2 separate regions of the Mus musculus genome follow, and region 1 is linked to region 2. A link is a contact called in public Hi-C data. All regions are on one chromosome and are shown on one strand. Each heading gives the region's core, a stretch centred on a gene start, on an enhancer-like site or on the middle of the called end of the contact. The rest is flanking DNA. Distances are from core to core; before and after follow the strand shown. Region 1 holds the start of 1700086D15Rik (a long non-coding RNA gene). Region 2 overlaps Arhgap44 (Rho GTPase activating protein 44).

Evidence for each region. Hi-C and Micro-C count contacts between places; a contact is called where the count stands out from the background.
Region 1: a contact with region 2 is called in a Hi-C map of cerebellar granule neurons, with 2.2 times the contacts expected there. The contact joins the promoter of 1700086D15Rik here to the enhancer-like site in region 2. A contact is called at or near these places in 10 of 484 Hi-C or Micro-C datasets (adipose-derived mesenchymal stem cells, cerebellar granule neurons, cerebellum and 5 more), 3 of 115 datasets of contacts at active chromatin or transcription factors (all in embryonic stem cells) and 3 of 9 other capture datasets (adipose tissue, liver and pancreatic islet).

What each region holds. Positions count from the first base shown.
Region 1 is chr11:65,157,259-65,162,127 of GRCm38.p6, forward strand. It overlaps 1700086D15Rik (a long non-coding RNA gene), which reads right to left and starts at 2,642. Exons shown (of 2, transcript XR_003949567.1): 1 at 2,610-2,642. The region is part of intron 1 of Arhgap44 (Rho GTPase activating protein 44); the gene reads right to left. LOC115487730 (a long non-coding RNA gene) reads left to right here and starts at 2,622. Exons shown (of 3, transcript XR_003949568.1): 1 at 2,622-2,955; 2 at 3,563-4,869.
Region 2 is chr11:65,097,084-65,101,593 of GRCm38.p6, forward strand. The region is part of intron 1 of Arhgap44 (Rho GTPase activating protein 44); the gene reads right to left. Among named protein-coding and RNA genes, the nearest start is that of 1700086D15Rik, 61 kb to the right of the region's middle. Within about 2 kb of position 3,103, at least 8 of the 459 cell types and tissues checked have an H3K27ac peak or open chromatin away from gene starts, as enhancers often do. A contact at or near this core is called in cerebellar granule neurons and embryonic stem cells, where this site is marked.

The DNA of each region.
Region 1 (4,869 bases), core at 1,392-3,891, 60 kb after region 2:
TGTTGATGAATTCCTCTGGTGGAAAAAAGTGGGAGGGGAGGTGATTAATTGCTGCTCAAGGGAAAAAAAAAAAGGCTCCCTCACAATGACTTGCAGAAGGTCTGGGCTGAGAGAATTCTCCAAGAAAGTGAGGCTGCCTCTTGCTGACTGCAGAGAACAGGCAGGCCATCTGAGGGGAGACGGGACAGGCCTGTAGAGTAAGGGGCATGGAGAACCAAGGGCAAAGGGCCTTCTCTGTCCCTCTGCCAGTCTGTCATGAGTGGCTCAGTGTGGTCTGCTAGCACAAAAGCCACACCTCAGCAAGAGGGCCTGCCTGGGCTCCCAGGACTCTCTCTACTGAAGAACTTAAGGGGAGTCTCTGGTCTGGAGAAGCCTGCTGCCTCTCATAGAAAGAGGCTGCAGAAGCCTGCATTGATCTGAGAAGTCCAAATCACAGCCAGCTTTTGCAAAAGCAGGTGATGACTAATCTAGACTTGTTCTGACTTTTCCCCTCTGGTCCTATTGATTGCCTGATGGCTTTCAGAGACCTACTGAAGGACAAGCCGTCGCTTCAGGCAAAGGGTCCTCAGTGGCTTCGGCCAGAGCAGAAATGCCAGCTATGCCAAAAGTTCCTAGAGCAGCCAGGGCTATAAAGAGAAGTCCTGTCTCAAATAACCAAAAAAAAAAAAAAAAAAGTTCCTAGAGCCTGTGCAGCCTCATGCCCGGCCGGGGACCACTGTTCCTAGAGCCTGTGCAGCCTCATGCCCGGCCGGCCGGGACCACTGGCCGATGCCTGGACTGCCTGCAGTTCAACTGTGCAGGCTGCGCTGCGGCAGCGAGGCTTGGCAAGGCTGCAGGAGAAACCAAGCCCTCTCAGCTCTGTCTTGCACACTAGCAGTCGAGGAATAGAAAGCAGAGCTCTGGAGGCAAAATTCATCCTTCCACCCCCCAACTTAGCACCTCTAAACCCACACAACCCAGCGCAACCCAAACAGCCTTGCTCGCACCTACAATGTTACCATCTACAAGCCTGGGGCTCCTTGCTTCCTCTGGAACTCTGCCAGCTTTCCTCCAAGGGCAGACCCCTCGCAGAGCAGTTGGGTAGTCGCCACTGGAACCCATTTCCAAGACCCTGTACATAGAAGGCTAATGTCTTCCAAAGACTGGGTCAACTTTCAAGAAAAACGATCAGAACCTTCGTGGTCCATCTGGTGAGCCCTTCACCAGGCCAGGCTCTCTCCAACCTCATCCCAGCCCTCTAAGATGGCGGCTTACTGTGCTCCCCACCTACAGACCGAAAAACAAGTCCTTAACAGGGGCTGACTTCCGGTTCTTGTATCTTCTCTTCAGGGGCTGACTTCCGGTTCTTGTATCTTCTCTTTCGCCCTGTGCTAAAGTTTCCGCTCAGCTCTGTGTTTCACCCAGGACAAGCCAGATATCACTTCCAAGAAGAACAGGCTCTCAGGATGGGTAGAACCCCAAGTAGACTCTAAGTTTCAACAACAACAACAACAAGCAGCAAATGGCGGCATGCATGAGGCTGAGCCCTCCTTCCAGTCCACAACCCAGCAGCTGCTGCCGCCCTTCGCTCCTCCAAAAAGGCAGCAGCAGGTGCTCTCCCTGCGTCTTTGAACTACTCTCCTTGAGTCCTCTGCTTACAATGCATACATCTTTTGATCCAGTTGCCCAGGAATTTCAGAGAACCCTCTGCATGCCACACTGTCTCTGCCTCCAAAGGAGCTTACAAATCGAGCTGGGAAGATGATCGGCAAGTTAAAGATCACACAACAAATGAACCATCAAAAGCGCAGCACACTCTTAGAATTCAGGCTCCAATGAACAGAACTTCAGTTTGCCCGGCACTGTAATATTCCCAGATCAAGGCACTGTAATATTCCCAGATCAAGGCATTGTAATATTCCCAGATCACGGCACTGTAATATTCCCAGATCGGAATAGTGTGTGGCCCAGAGGAGACAGCCAGTGATTTTACACTGAATAACTGAGCACAACATGCCATCCAAAAAGAGTTAGAATGCTGGCCCAAAGATCCTAAAGCTACTCTTAGCCATTTTTCTGGGGTAACTCCACCATCATTACAATGTCTATATCTCCAAGGGGCAACCATCACTGTTCTCATTTTGCTAATAAAAAAAAATGTGCAGAGAGCTAATCACAAGATCATTAAGCAACCATGCAAATGTGTCCCACTTGATAATCACTTGATAAGCAGGCACAGGCTGGCCAGGGAGAACTTTCCAGAGTAGGGTCGGAAGTGAAGAAACACATATGGGAAAATCAAGGCAGAAACATGTGAAGATGACCAAAGCAAGACCTCATGTAGTCCAGGTTGGCTTTGAACTCACTATGTTGCCTTCCCAATTCTACCTTCAGGCGGATTACAGGTATGTATCACCATGTGGTGCTGAGGACTGAACCCAGAGCTCCATACATGCTAGACTCTTCCTATAGTTGCTATGCTAAGTTGCTGATTTCTACTAAGATATGCCCAGTTCTGAGAAGATAAGCCAATGCCCAGAAGTTTTTCATTTGTAATAATCCCAAAACCTGTGAGTTACAGAAAGTGAGCTAGGTGGGGAGTGGTGGAGAAGAGCAGCTCTCAAGCTCACCTCTCTACCGGAAAGAGGTCACTAAGGCCTCTCTACAAAGCACTTTATGACATCACACCTACCATCCAGACTTCCAGCACTATGAGCTGCTAGTGAGTGGAGATACTAAGAAGCAAATCATGGCCCCTTTCCCAATGCACAGGTTGAGTCTCTCAACATTCTCAATAGGAAGAAGAACCCCCACGCTACCTCCTTTCATTCCCATCACTGGCCAGAAGTAAACCATTTCATCTTGGCAATAAATATTGACCGAGCACCAACCGTCTACAAGGCACTGCTCTGTGCCCTTGGCATGCGAGGGTGATCAATACATTCTACTGGAGACAGACGGGCAAAAATCAAAAAGGTACAAGCTTTCAAACTGTGGGGAGTAGTGGACAAAAATGAAAAGAATGATGGGTAAGAGTGAGGGAGCAGGGGTTTTATCTGAGCCTGAGAGCCAAGTGCTGATTGATGAGAAAGCAATTTGGGAAGACCACATCCTCAACCAGGTAGTAAAAATTGGTGGTCAGCAAGAACAAATCTCTAAAGTGGAGCTGGGCTTCATGTGTCCGAAGCACAGGAGTTCAGGGACAGGGAGACAGGAAGACAAAATGAGCATGCTGAGACAAAGGGGGGTCCAGAGGGATGTGGCTACTGAAATGCTGGGGCTGCTAAGCAAAATGATGGCACTGGAAGTGTTGAAGCAGTAGAGTATCCTAAACTAATTTTTGCTTCAACAGTTTACTCTAAACTTCACCAAAACAGACACAAGTCAGGCCTCAACTTTGTACATGTTGGTCATCCACCTAAGCGCTCAGCAGCTCTGGCATAGCAGGGTGCAGCCCCTGGATTTGTACTTCTAAGAATGTTCTTTGAATACATAAGACTACTTTTTACAATAATAATAATAATAATAATAATAATAATTCAGTCTGCTTTTGCCTATTTTTCATTTCCTCCACGAATGACAGTGAAAAATATAGTTCCTATGCCCATGCCTCAAAAATCTCACAACTTAAAAACAAGTCCTGAAGGAAGATAGGAGCCAGGTGTCTGGAAGCAACACGAATGCCTTCCCTGAGACATCTATATCCGAGCACCAATCTCTAACACTCCAAGAGAACACCAGGCTACTAAGTGGACTGAGAATACTCCATGAGAAACAGCAACCTGTGGTCAGAGTGAGGGGCCCACCCCTGGGATGTCTACTGCCATCATGTATGCCAGAGCCCAGGGAGTGTGATCCAGAAGCCAAGACAGTAAAGAATGGTCAGCTTGACAACCAACAGCTACACCCCCCAGTACCAGGAAAGCACTATCTCAGCATCCAACATACCAAAGACAGTCCACGTGAGGCTATATTTGTGGCAATACCGTGCCAAAAATCTGGGCTAATCTGACTCTGCTATTCATAAATTCCCCCCTCATGTTAAAGCACATGTGTTTGGGAAGGGAAAATGAATCCAAGTCTAGTTTAGAAGCTTGGAAACGCTTAGGTTACTTGGAAACCATCTGGAGTTCCTGAAAGCATGAGAAGCCATCACATCCCCTGCCCTCAAATGCCCACTGTAACTAGGGCAGTATGCTTCCCTCATGTCCTCTATTCTCCAGGGAAGTCCCCACCCCCACCCTACCAGGTGCCAGCTCAAGCTCCATTTCCCACCCAAGAAAGGTATTTGGTTTCTCAACAAACCTGGCCGAGAGCACTCTATGTGTGGAGCCTGCACTTGAATTGCACCCAAGGCTTGGTTCTTCCCTTTCTGCTTACTTTAAACTGCACACCTAAATTCCTTTAACAACCACACAGAAATCCGGCCCTGGGCACACAGATTCCATGAAAAATCCCCCTCTATCTAACAAGCCTGTGTTTCAAGAATGTCTAGCTTTGGACGGGACCCACTAAGAATCCTTATGTAACCTTAATAGATCTTGGCACCCCACAGATCCGCTCCTGGAGACACTGGCCCAGATCTAGTCCATGTTCACCAAGATGAGAGCAGTCTGGGTCCTGCAGATTCCTGGGGCCAAGCTGTTCTGGACTGGGAGGGAGGAGAGACTGTCCCATCCCCTACCTGGCTGAGAGCCTCTGATCCTCCTCTCTCTGATCCTCCTCTCATCTTCCAAGGGAGTTGAACCTCACTTTCGCAGCCTCCCTCCCTCCCTCCACTGAAATCAGTCTTGGGACCGAGCCTACATCAGCCAGCACCTTCCCCCTTCTCGCCATCCTTTCCCCACCCCCAAACGCTGAGGAAAAAACAGCCAGGAAAGTGATCCAGCA
Region 2 (4,510 bases), core at 1,853-4,352:
AAAAGCTCAGTGTGTTCCAGAGAAGAACCCAGGAGCACCCACTCAGACCAAGTTCCCCCCAAAGTCTTCCAGAGTTTGATTTACACTTCGATGCAGAATTTTCCTGTTTCTCAAGGATCAGCGTTAGCTCCAGAGCTGTCCTCGTCTCTTAGTGGGATCTCTGAGAAGATTCTGGCACCAACTTCTTCTCCCACGTGAAAATGACTGTTAAGAGGTAAGAATCGGGGAGAGACTGACATAATACAATAATTTTCTTTCACAAAATACGCTAAGGGGAAGAAGGCAGGCTAAACGTTATGTCACTTCTCGTGTAGAAACTCACAATATCTTGAACTCTCTCGTGCAGAATTAGGGGAACACCCATATGTGGGTTGGGTGAAGAAGGTCAAGAAATCTCAGAAATGCAGTGCTGTGCGCTGGGATTAGCAGCCAGGAGTCCTTGTTTCTCCTGGGCTGATTCCAAGGGGCGGCTGCTTAGAGGCTCAGAGACCCAGTTTCTATGTATGCTGAGTGAGGAACCTGGTCAGGATGACATTTAAAGGGATCCTTCGAACTTAATGAATATTCATGGGTGGAAACCATGCAAGTATGGTGCACCAAACCCAACCTTCCCAGAGGAGAAAGCTCATGAGAACTTGAGAGGTCAGCAGACAGGGAGAGGTCAGGACTCACTGGGAAGTAGAATTCCCACTCCTGGAAACCACTCCCCAGGCAGCTGTTTTCCAAACCCAGATGTTCCCTGAGCTCCAAAGAGCAAGGAGAGGGAGGCGTTAGAGTCCCATCTCCCCCACCCCCCTGACATCACCAACCCTGGGAGGAAGAGATGGTGAGGATGGCAGCTGGGAGCTGGCTAACTCTGTTACTGAACAGTCTGAGGGTGGAATTAGGCTCAGAGTTGAGGACTCCATCAGAAGAGCAATGGCCCAGCTCCCCTCATCTCTCGGAGGGTCTACATTCTTTAGGAGACTACAGCCTCACATAGAAGCCCGTACACTCAATGATCCTGGCAGAAGGGGTATTTTCTTTCAAACAGCAGCATCTACAGTCCCAGAGCTGTACATCACCAACTATGGGGGAGGGGAGCAATGTCCTCCCAAATATTTTCCCACATTGGTACCCAGAGCCTGGGACTATGATACCCTCCACAACAAAGGCATGTCACAGATATGCTAAAGAAATTGAGGCTGGTGAGATGGCTCAGCGGGTAAGAGCACTGACTGCTCTTCCGAAGGTCCTGAGCTCAAATCCCAGCAACCACATGGTGGCTCACAACCATCTGTAATGAGATCTGACATCCTCTTCTGGTGTGTATGAAGACAGATACAGTGCACTTAGATATAATAATAAATAAATCTTTAAAAAATAAAAGAATTTGAGATGAGGGCGAGTACCTAGATTAATTAACCAGATGAGTCCACTGTCATACCACAGGTCCTTAGGAGTGTGGGAAAGACTCCAGGAGCTATGACCACCTAGAGGGCTGAGTGAATGATGTGAGGAGCCTCCTGATAGAGCTGGCTCTGAAGGTGAGGGAGGGGCCTTGAGGCAAGGACAGAAGCTCTGGGGAGGAAAATACAAGAGAATGCAATTCTCTCTAGAGGAACCAGAAAGGAATGCCATCCTACCAACACCTTGGCATCTGTTCCTGAGGTTGATGGCAATTTCCTGGTCACCAGAATCTTAAAATAACACACCTGTGCCCGCATTAGCTGTTACTAAGCTTGTGGCGATTTGTTACAGCAGCAACAGAAAACATAACTCCCTGGCTCGTGGCTTTGCCCTGTGGTGGGGCACCAGGGTGGAAATACATGGAGGAGACAAGCTGCCCACCTCATAACCAGGAAGCAAAGAGAGAAAAGGATGAGGCTGGGTCCCCACTGCCTCCATGGTCTCAGTGACCACAGGGTCTCCCACTATACCCGACTTTCTCCAGGTTCCACCTCCAGACAGCACCAGTCTAAGGAAACCTTGAAACCTGGAGCCACAGGAAGAAATTCAAAGGCTAAGCTGAAGAAGTAGCCATCCCTAAAGCAGATCTCACACTAAACAGACCTAGGGTGAGACATGATAGCTTACTGAAGGCAGGAGACTATGGGGGGGGGGGGGCTAGAAAATGGAAATCAGACAAACAAAATGTCCATGCTCTCTAAGGACAAATGAAACATTCCAAAGAAACTCTGATTATATCTCTAGAATAGCAGAAACTAGGAGGAAAAAAAATGTAGAGGCCTGTAGACTGAACTAAAACACTGTTTTCCTAAGGTCAGTTCTTAATGAGACGTGCAAAAGGTGTGCGTGCACACGATGTGTCAAACTACAAGACTGGATCTTCTGGACCGTCTTCTGAAGGGAGTTGTGGGGAAGGTTCCCTGGTTATAGAGAACCCATTGGCAGGCATGGCTGGGAATTCTACAAAATGTAAAATAGGGGAGGAGAGGTGGAGACAGACACTCTAATATATATAATAGGATGACATATAAACTTGTTTATTATTTTCTGAATTCTTGATGCTCTGTATTCCAGGACTTCCAGACTTGGAAAGGCTTTTTCCAGAGCTAGCTAATTCTCAGAGGTAAAATATATATATCAGCCACCTTCCAGGATGGCTTTGAGTAGCAAACAAACTAATTTATATCTATATCTCCACTGGACGCCCCACCTCTAGCCTGCTCTACCCAAGTGCCAGACCTCTAGGAACCATCCTGTGATGGGCCAGGGAGCGGCACTATTAGGAGGTGTGGCCTTGTTGGAGTAGGTGTGTCACTGTGGGTGTGAGCTTTTTACCCTAATCCTAGCAGCCTGGAAGGGATTCTCCTCTTAGCAGCCTTCAGACGAAGATGTAGAACTCTCAGCTCCTCCAGCACCATGCCTGTCTGGATGCTGCTATGCTCCTGCCTAGCTGATAATGGACTGAACCTCTGAACCTGTAAGCCAGCCCCAACTAAATGTTGTCCTTTTTAAGAGTTGCCTTGGTCATGGTGTCTGTTCCCAGCAGTAAAACCCTAACCAAGACACATCCCTTCCACTCAAACTCTAATGAAGCTGCCCAACTTGAAACTCTTAGTCTTCCGGTCTCCTCCCACTCTTTCCCTTGTGCACTACAATACAGACACACCCTCGGCCCCCACCCTCTGCCAGCTCATCCTCCTCCATGTGTGTGGCCCTGCTGTGTGATATGCCTATGCCGGGACTGCAGCGTATTGTTTCCAGGGAGTCCGAACTTGACAGAACCCCTTCTTCCTCAGTGGCAATCATCTTCTCAACTGTGCACGGTGTCCTCTCAGAACAAATCCCGGATGCATTTACAGAGCAGGAGAAGATAGCAGTTATGACTCAGCACGAAACAGAGTAAGAACAGGCCATCTCCTGAAGCTTGGGGGTGGGGGTGAAGCACATACAAGAGCTGGTAGCAGTTACCCAGTGTGTCAGCCCAAAGCATGGACCTTACAGCAACTCAGTGACGTCGAGTGGTGACAGTAAAGCAACTCGGGGCTGATGATGGGACAATGGTCTCACACCAGAAAGAGGACATAAGGCCTACCTTGGGACTAATGAAAATCTCTTGTATTGTGCACAAGGGTTCGTAGACTAAGAGGCTTGTTACCTCCTATTCTGAGATCAAGTCTATTCCTATCAGGCCTCCATGACAGAAGTTACCCAGATCTGCACTCTAGCCTGTGATAGCCCAGGGACTTTTTTATTTGTAGATGGCTGTTGGTCCTATTGTATCTTTTACCTCACATCACTGTGTATGGGTCTGTGTCCAAGCATCCTTTTCCTAAGAACACACAAAGTCATGTGCAACTAAGGCTCAGCCTAATGACTTCATCAGAAACCCATTATCTGCAAAGACCCTACTTCAAAATCAGGTCAAATGTGCATGTACTGAGAGGCTGCAACAGTGGAGGGGACGTCACTCAACCCAAGCTCTTCCCTGTTCTCTTTCAATCACCCATTGACATACTCTCCTTGTGATTTACAAAGTAAAACAAGCAAGTAAAAAAGTGTCACTGGAAAGCTATGGAATTAAGCCATGGAGAAGGGGCTGGATGACTGGGGATTAACAGGAACCGCAGTGCAGGGTGGCCAACAAAGCTGAAAGCACAGCCAGAGACTGGAAGGCTTCCCTAGTCTTTCCTCCCGGGGACCTGGAGAGAAGCAAGCTCAGGGAAATGAGGGGGCCGTCTCGCTGATAACAATTTAGAGGGCAGAACGGGTGTATGAAGGGAAAGGTATGCAGCCAGTGTGCACGAGATTCTCACGAAAGGCTGACCTGGATGTTTCTAGAAGCACAGATTCGGTACTTCTCAATCCTAGGATTTCTGTGCCCACGCACTGTGGGCTATTACACAGCCAAAGGCTTACTACAACTTGGCATAAGGCTCCTTTTCTTCCTTCTAAGCTCGAGTAAATTCTGGCATCTCAAAATATACCTAAGGGAGAACTGACCCAGTCCTCACATAAGGAATGTCAGTGGGACCGAGCAAGCAGCCTTAGTGGCAGCCAGGCC